Regions from separate parts of the Zea mays genome. Here region 2 is linked to region 1. A link is a contact called in public Hi-C data. All regions are on one chromosome and are shown on one strand. The core of a region is the stretch at or near the end of the contact, and the rest is flanking DNA. Distances in the headings are between cores, read along the strand shown. Region 1 holds the start of LOC100191210. Region 2 holds the start of LOC732812 (ADP-ribosylation factor homolog 1).

Region 1 (3,256 bases), core at 502-3,001:
ATGTTAAGTACAGAAGAGTCACCAACTTGATTGCAAATATATTCTGAAGTGTTACCTCTTGTAGTCCGCTCCAAGGACTGAACCCATTGCCAGGGAGATTAGCTCTAGGGTTCGGAGAAGACATCGGACTAGGACTTCTAAACCGATGCCTGTCATGATCGCCAAATCCATGGTTGTGGACAATGCTTGACACCCGCATAATCTCTGGGTGCACAACAAAGGTCAGAACTCAGAAGATCGTTTCATTCATACAGTAAGAAATAGATAGGTCGTGGATTAGAACTAGGCTAACAGAGGCCAGAAGATGACACTCCCACCAAACCATGAGAATCAACAAGAAAAAAATATCAGCAAATACTAAGACATGCACATTGATATAAATCACCTTATTATGCCTGCAATATACAGATGGCCACTTAGCTATGTGGAAAATTATTTTTACAGAATGGCCCAACCAAATAACACGATCAGTGGGCACTTGATCAGTCAATACATTATTCAATCTACAATGTTAAAATAAAGGGAGCCCCTTAGTCTGGTAATATGCATTGAACACAAAGAGTAGAGTCAGCTGACAGAGCACAATTACCCAATCAAGAAAAAAAAAGACATTTCAATGCAAAAACAAAGGCTCCAGCATTTCCAGTATCAGCAACAGTTAGAATCAAATATTATAGGAAGCACAATTTTGTTCGATTTTTTTCTTCATAATAGGTCAGAAATTTCAAATATAAGTAGTAACGTGTATGTTGTGTGATACGTATCCACCCTGTTGCTGGTAATGTGCTGGAAAACATATGAGGATCACCATCAAAACATCCAACACACTTGCACAATTAATACAGGAGCTTTGCCATTGCTTGTGTTAAGATCAACTACAACTACCCCTTGGAAGCATATGAAATATCAACATTAACAGCCAGACCGATCGGCAAAGGTGGCATTATATATCTCCCCAAACCCCGATCATCTATTATTCTGATGACCACTGGATTAAGCTTCGCAACACAAATATAAACCAACGAAACATAAGGAACCGTGGGGGACCGAAGGAGATCGTACGCGTAGAGGTAGAATCCAATGCCATCGAAACCGAGTACTCATCCAAGCATTGAGCGAGGGAGGGAGGGAGGGAGGGCAGCAGTCCCCGGCTGAGTGACGATTGCAGATTGAAGAGCTAGCTCACTCAGATAACCAAAGGAAACCTCTCATCGGGCTTGCAGGAAACGACGAGGCGGGGATCAGAGGGAGGACCTCACTCACCTTGGCTCAGCAGCTTGTTGCATATGGGCAGCACCTGCATGAACGGCCCCAGCTTCTGGTGTTCAGCGAGCAGCTCCGCCAAGTACTGGCTGCGAGAAACCGGACAAACCGATGAGTCATGGCATCAAGCGTGAAGGCTATCGCAGTATCATGGATCATCTATTAAACCAGACAAGAAAAAGGAAGAGAGGGGCGGGGGCGGGGGGGCAAAGAAGCAATCTTGGCAATCTTGGTAGTCGCTGGATAGAAACACAGGAGAATTGAAATCCACACGCGCGCCGCTGTACCTATCGACATCCGGGTTGCTTCTAATCTGAGGGGAGAGGTTTCGCGCAGGGGAGAAGCCCTGGCTGTAGAGCCCCGACATGGCGGCGGCGGCGGAGGAGTCGAAGCGATTGAGATGGGTACGTAGCCCAGGAAGTGGAGGCGAGGCGACGAGAGATGGTGGTGTGTGCGCCGTGTGGGGTGGTAGCAGGAAGAGTGGTAAAAAGGCTCGCTGCTTTAGGGTGCAGCCTGCAGAGCTGGGGGTAGAGGGGTTGGCAGGCAGCCGCAGCCGCTGCCGCTCTGGAAACCCTCCTCTCTCTCTCTCTCGCTCGCAACACGACGCCGATGGAAATTCGGATCGATCGAAACAAAAAAAAACAAAACAATAGATGGGAAACCACCACGAGAAAAACGCAACCTCCTGTTTTTCTCGAGTCACGTCAACAAAGTCTATCTTGCCGCACCCTGGTTTTCCCCGTTTGTGAGGAAAAAAAACAATCTTTTTTTTTCTCTCTCTCGCTCGCTCTCTCTCTCTTAATTTCTCTAGAAAGCCGGCCGGTACGCGCGCGTACGTGGTAGCATCGCCACCGCGTATAGTAGTATACATCTGCAGGTCTGGCTGGCTGAATTAGTTCCGAAAATAAATATATATACACACACGCCGTTTTAAGCTTAAAATCTACAGCTAAACCCCTCTCTGACGACAGCACAGCATGCATGCTTCATCGTGCGTGCGTGATGTCAACAGCTGGAAGCCAAGCCAAGCTGCAAGCTCTAACGGCACACACCTGTTGTTGCAATTGCAAGCAGCTCCTCTGCGCTGTCCATTCTGTCCCGTTGCGGCAAGCTCCAAAACCCCCTTTCCCCCCTCCCCTGGCTCTGAGCTTGCGCTTGCGCCCCGGCGCATGCAGCAGTACGTTGTTGTTGTTGTTGTTGTACTAGGTGCGTGGGGAATTTTCTTTCGGTTTTTTTTGGCTGTCAAGCATTTATTTAGCGGCGTGTGGGCCCCGCATGACATGACTGATTCAAGACTGTCTGTGTGTGGAGTGGTGTGTCTCTCTGGGTTATTGACTGATGACTGGCTGGTACTGGTAGGTGCCGTGCCACGAGGAAACTTTCATGTTTTAACCACGTACTGTAGAGGCCCACGCCAGAAATCACCAGTTTTTTCATCGATCGCGCGAGATGTGTCTGTCGGTCGCTGGTGAGCATGGCATGGGTGTCGCTGTCGTCGGTACACAGCAGCAGGGAGCAGTAGTAGCTTGTAGAGCTAGAGTATAGAGATGGAGCAGAGCGGCCATTTGTGTGGTGGTGGAATGGTGGATACGGTGCAGAGCTTTCCACGCCATGGATATATAGCTAGCGAAAAAGAAATGTACGTACCTATCCATTGCTTGCTCGGGAAATAAATTACGTAAATCGTACTCCCATTAGAAAATAAATGTAACCTATCCACGGTATGAGAATAATAAACTCCATACCGCAAATGGATTTCGAGCAAATATAAGTTTGGGATACATTAATTAATACGATAGAGAGACAACAAAAAAATCACATGCTGTTATTTATTAATTAGAGTAGCTGCTGTACACCCATCTGAACAAAATCAATAGTCTCCCTAAGAACTAACGCAGAGCCTGCCGAGAGAATAACAATATGGAAAACCTTTTGTCGACCAGGTCGCGCCGGGTGGATAGCGGCGCATCCCTCTCCGAAGGCTAAAGCCAGT
Region 2 (3,079 bases), core at 329-2,828, 220 kb after region 1:
CTAAGCAATCTAAAATCATCTATTAGGGCTTGTTCGGTTAGCTCTCAATCCATGTGGATTGAGTGGGATTGGATGGGTTTGAATCCATAAACAAGTCAAACTTCTTCTCGATTTTTTCCAATCCCATCAAATCCATGTGTATTGGGAATAACCGAACAAGCCCTTACAGGAAACGAGTAACATGAGATAGAAGAAGCAATGCCATATTACTAAAATGTTGACACAAAATTCAGTCATCAATCTTCATACCTTGTCCTGGCCCCCGACATCCCAGACAGTGAAGCTGATGTTCTTGTACTCCACAGTTTCAACATTGAATCCTGTATTTGAAGGTAAGACAACGCTGAGAAACAGAACACGTAATATCGCAGCTCACGGGTAAAGGCAAGAGGCATGTTTGATTTTAAGTGAACAATTTCAAATGGAATTTGGTGTTCAAGTTGCTTTAAAAAATCCCATGGTGCTCTGTCAAGCAAGTATTCATTTAGCGGTCGCTGCCATTCATCAATTTATTGTATTCAAGTAAATTTGCTGCTCTATCTGCTTGCTAAAGAGGCTTTAATCTGTTCATTAGCTGTTCAATTAATTGAGTGATCACAGAGGCCAACAGCTGGTGCGCTAAAAAAACTCAGTGGAAGAGGATGCACGTCCTATGAAAAATTAACAGAAATGCATTAAGCTAGTTCACCAGTCTTGTTGCGCCTAGATTTTTTTAGATAAAAAATGATCAAAGTGGTGAGTTCCGTTATTGATATTCGCGTAGCCATGCAGCCTGAATTTTCAACTAAACTAGGTGGCCGTGGAATTATCCAACAACTATTTGGCAGCCCTGTCCAAAATCATGATACCACGAGCATAACTTAATTCACAACGTGGTGCTTATGTATGCTGGCGCGCTTACCGATGGTGGGGATGGTGGTGACGATCTCGCCGAGCTTCAGCTTGTAGAGGATGGTGGTCTTTCCGGCGGCGTCGAGTCCCACCATCAGGATCCGCATCTCCTTCTTGGCGAACAGCCGGCTGAACAGCTTGGTGAACGTGAGCCCCATCTCTTCCCTCTCACCTGCAGCAGACACGAAACCCAGGTCATCAGGACGCCGATCCATCCCACGCATGTCCCTCACACGGCCACAGGCCGCTAGATCTACGCGTCGCAGCGCCCAGATCCACCTAGGGACCGAACCGAAGGCCGGGCGGTACGAGATCCGCAGGAAATGGCGAGCGGATCGACCGGCACGCAGCCCAGAGCGCGCGAACGGTCGGCGAGAGCGTTCTACCTAGGATAGATCCCGTGCGCGGGGGGAGCGATCCTCCGTGGGGGAAGGGAGGGGAGGGGAGCGGGGTAGGCGGGAGGGCGCTGGTTCTCACCTTGTCGGCGGATCCGATTCGCGGTGTCGGGCTCGCCGGCGACGCAGCCGGAGATGGAGGGGACGAAGGCAACGGGCGGAGGAGACCGGGAAGGAGAGGCTCCGGGGTGACGATGATTCTGGCGGTGGAGCGCGTCCTCGCCTTTTTTATACGAGGCCAGAAGCCAATAGGCCGCAGGAGGGGAACCGAGCCAAGCTTCCTTTTGCTGCGGGTCGCGTCAACCCAACGCGTCTCACCTCCACCGCATGTGTATGTATGCGTATTCGATATTCGACTACTCAAGTGCAGGAACCACCGAAGGAGAGTTGTGATGCAGGTTAGGGTGAAAATTTAGACATTGAGCTATTATACTCGATTAACATTGATTGATATTGAATGGAGCATGCATATAGGTAGTGCTGGAAATATAGATCGGGCTTTTCGGGCCACCATGAGCACGACCCGAAAATAGGAGTTAAAACACGGTTCGACACGAAATAATATAGACCGAACTAGCGCGGTCCGAAAACGGGCTTGGGCCGGGCTTCAAATTCCGGCCCGTCAGACCCCTGGCACGGCCCGCACAGATTCTAATCCTTCAAACCAAAAGCTACCCATTTTCGTCAAGGCATCAAGATGTCGCACCTCCTAGAGTAGCAAGGTTCACTTGACATTAAGTATTTGATCGAGCACACACACAAAAATCTCCATCCAATCAACAATGAGTGTGAGAGCTTAGTCAACAACAGACTGAAGCCTGTTTGGTTAGGAACAGACTAAGCAAACATTATCATGGTATGCATCCCAAGTTACAACCAAATGGAAGGCGAGGCGAGGCACGGTACTGGTGAGCGGAGGAGGCCGACGAAGCGGCGACGGAGAGCACAGCCGACTTGCGCACCCGCGAAGGCTGCGACGACGGTCGACCTCCAATAGCCGCTGTCTCCGCCACCATCGCTGCCGCGACAAGAGGAGGAGCCAGGTGGGGGCGGGGCAGGCCACGAGAAGGAGGAGAAGGGGAGCAACAACCACGAAGCCATGGGCACCACCGCCGCCTGCGTGTGTGCGTCTAGGGAGCCCGGTGGGGGCGTGGGCTGGGGGCGGGTATCGCGTGACGGGGTCTGGGGGCGGGTATCGCGCGACGGAGTCGATGCGCGGGCGGGATCCATGCGCGGTGGAGGCGTGCATCGTGGGCGAGATCCGCGGGTGGGTTCCATGCGCGGACACGGAGAGGTGGAGCACAGGCGGAGGGAGAGGTGGTGTGGGGAGGAGGGTGGGGATCCGCGGCACCTTCCATCGGCGGCCGAGGCAGAACCGTGCACCACTAAATTGTAGATGTTTACACTCTGTTCTTAAGGAGTAGTAGAGATATGTAGATGACATATAAAATTATAAGCTCGAACACAATGATCCCGAAGACCCTCTAAATGTTGAGACACTATGGTAAGCTAAACCATCGCTAGATGCTGCATTTTTGGCTAGATTGAATTGATTTTTCTTAGATCGGAGATGAAGTTCGAATGCAACCCCACAAACTGAACTCATTTAAATGTTGCTTCACCTCTCCCTTTTATAGTCACTTAAATGTTGCTGCACCCCTTCCTTTTGTAATCTGCCCATATTCTGTCATGGCTTTGTACAATAGCAGAGCTTTCTGTATTGTAATCATGTAACAGATCTGGCATGCCAACAAGGGCGAAGGATTCTTGTAGCAATGTACGACGCTTGCCAT

The links. A called contact is a pair of places that touch in the nucleus more often than the background predicts.
Region 2: a contact with region 1 is called in a Hi-C map of ear, with 2.5 times the contacts expected there. The contact joins the promoter of LOC732812 here to the promoter of LOC100191210 in region 1. A contact is called at or near these places in 8 of 25 Hi-C or Micro-C datasets (bundle sheath, ear, leaf and 2 more).

Annotation. Positions count from the first base shown.
Region 1 is chr5:3,122,908-3,126,163 of Zm-B73-REFERENCE-NAM-5.0, forward strand. It overlaps LOC100191210, which reads right to left and starts at 1,752. Exons shown (of 7, transcript NM_001136644.1): 1 at 1,551-1,752; 2 at 1,264-1,352; 3 at 56-204. The coding sequence starts at 1,630.
Region 2 is chr5:3,347,082-3,350,160 of Zm-B73-REFERENCE-NAM-5.0, forward strand. LOC732812 (ADP-ribosylation factor homolog 1) reads right to left here and starts at 1,579. Exons shown (of 7, transcript NM_001112427.2): 1 at 1,369-1,579; 2 at 902-1,063; 3 at 250-320. The coding sequence starts at 1,049.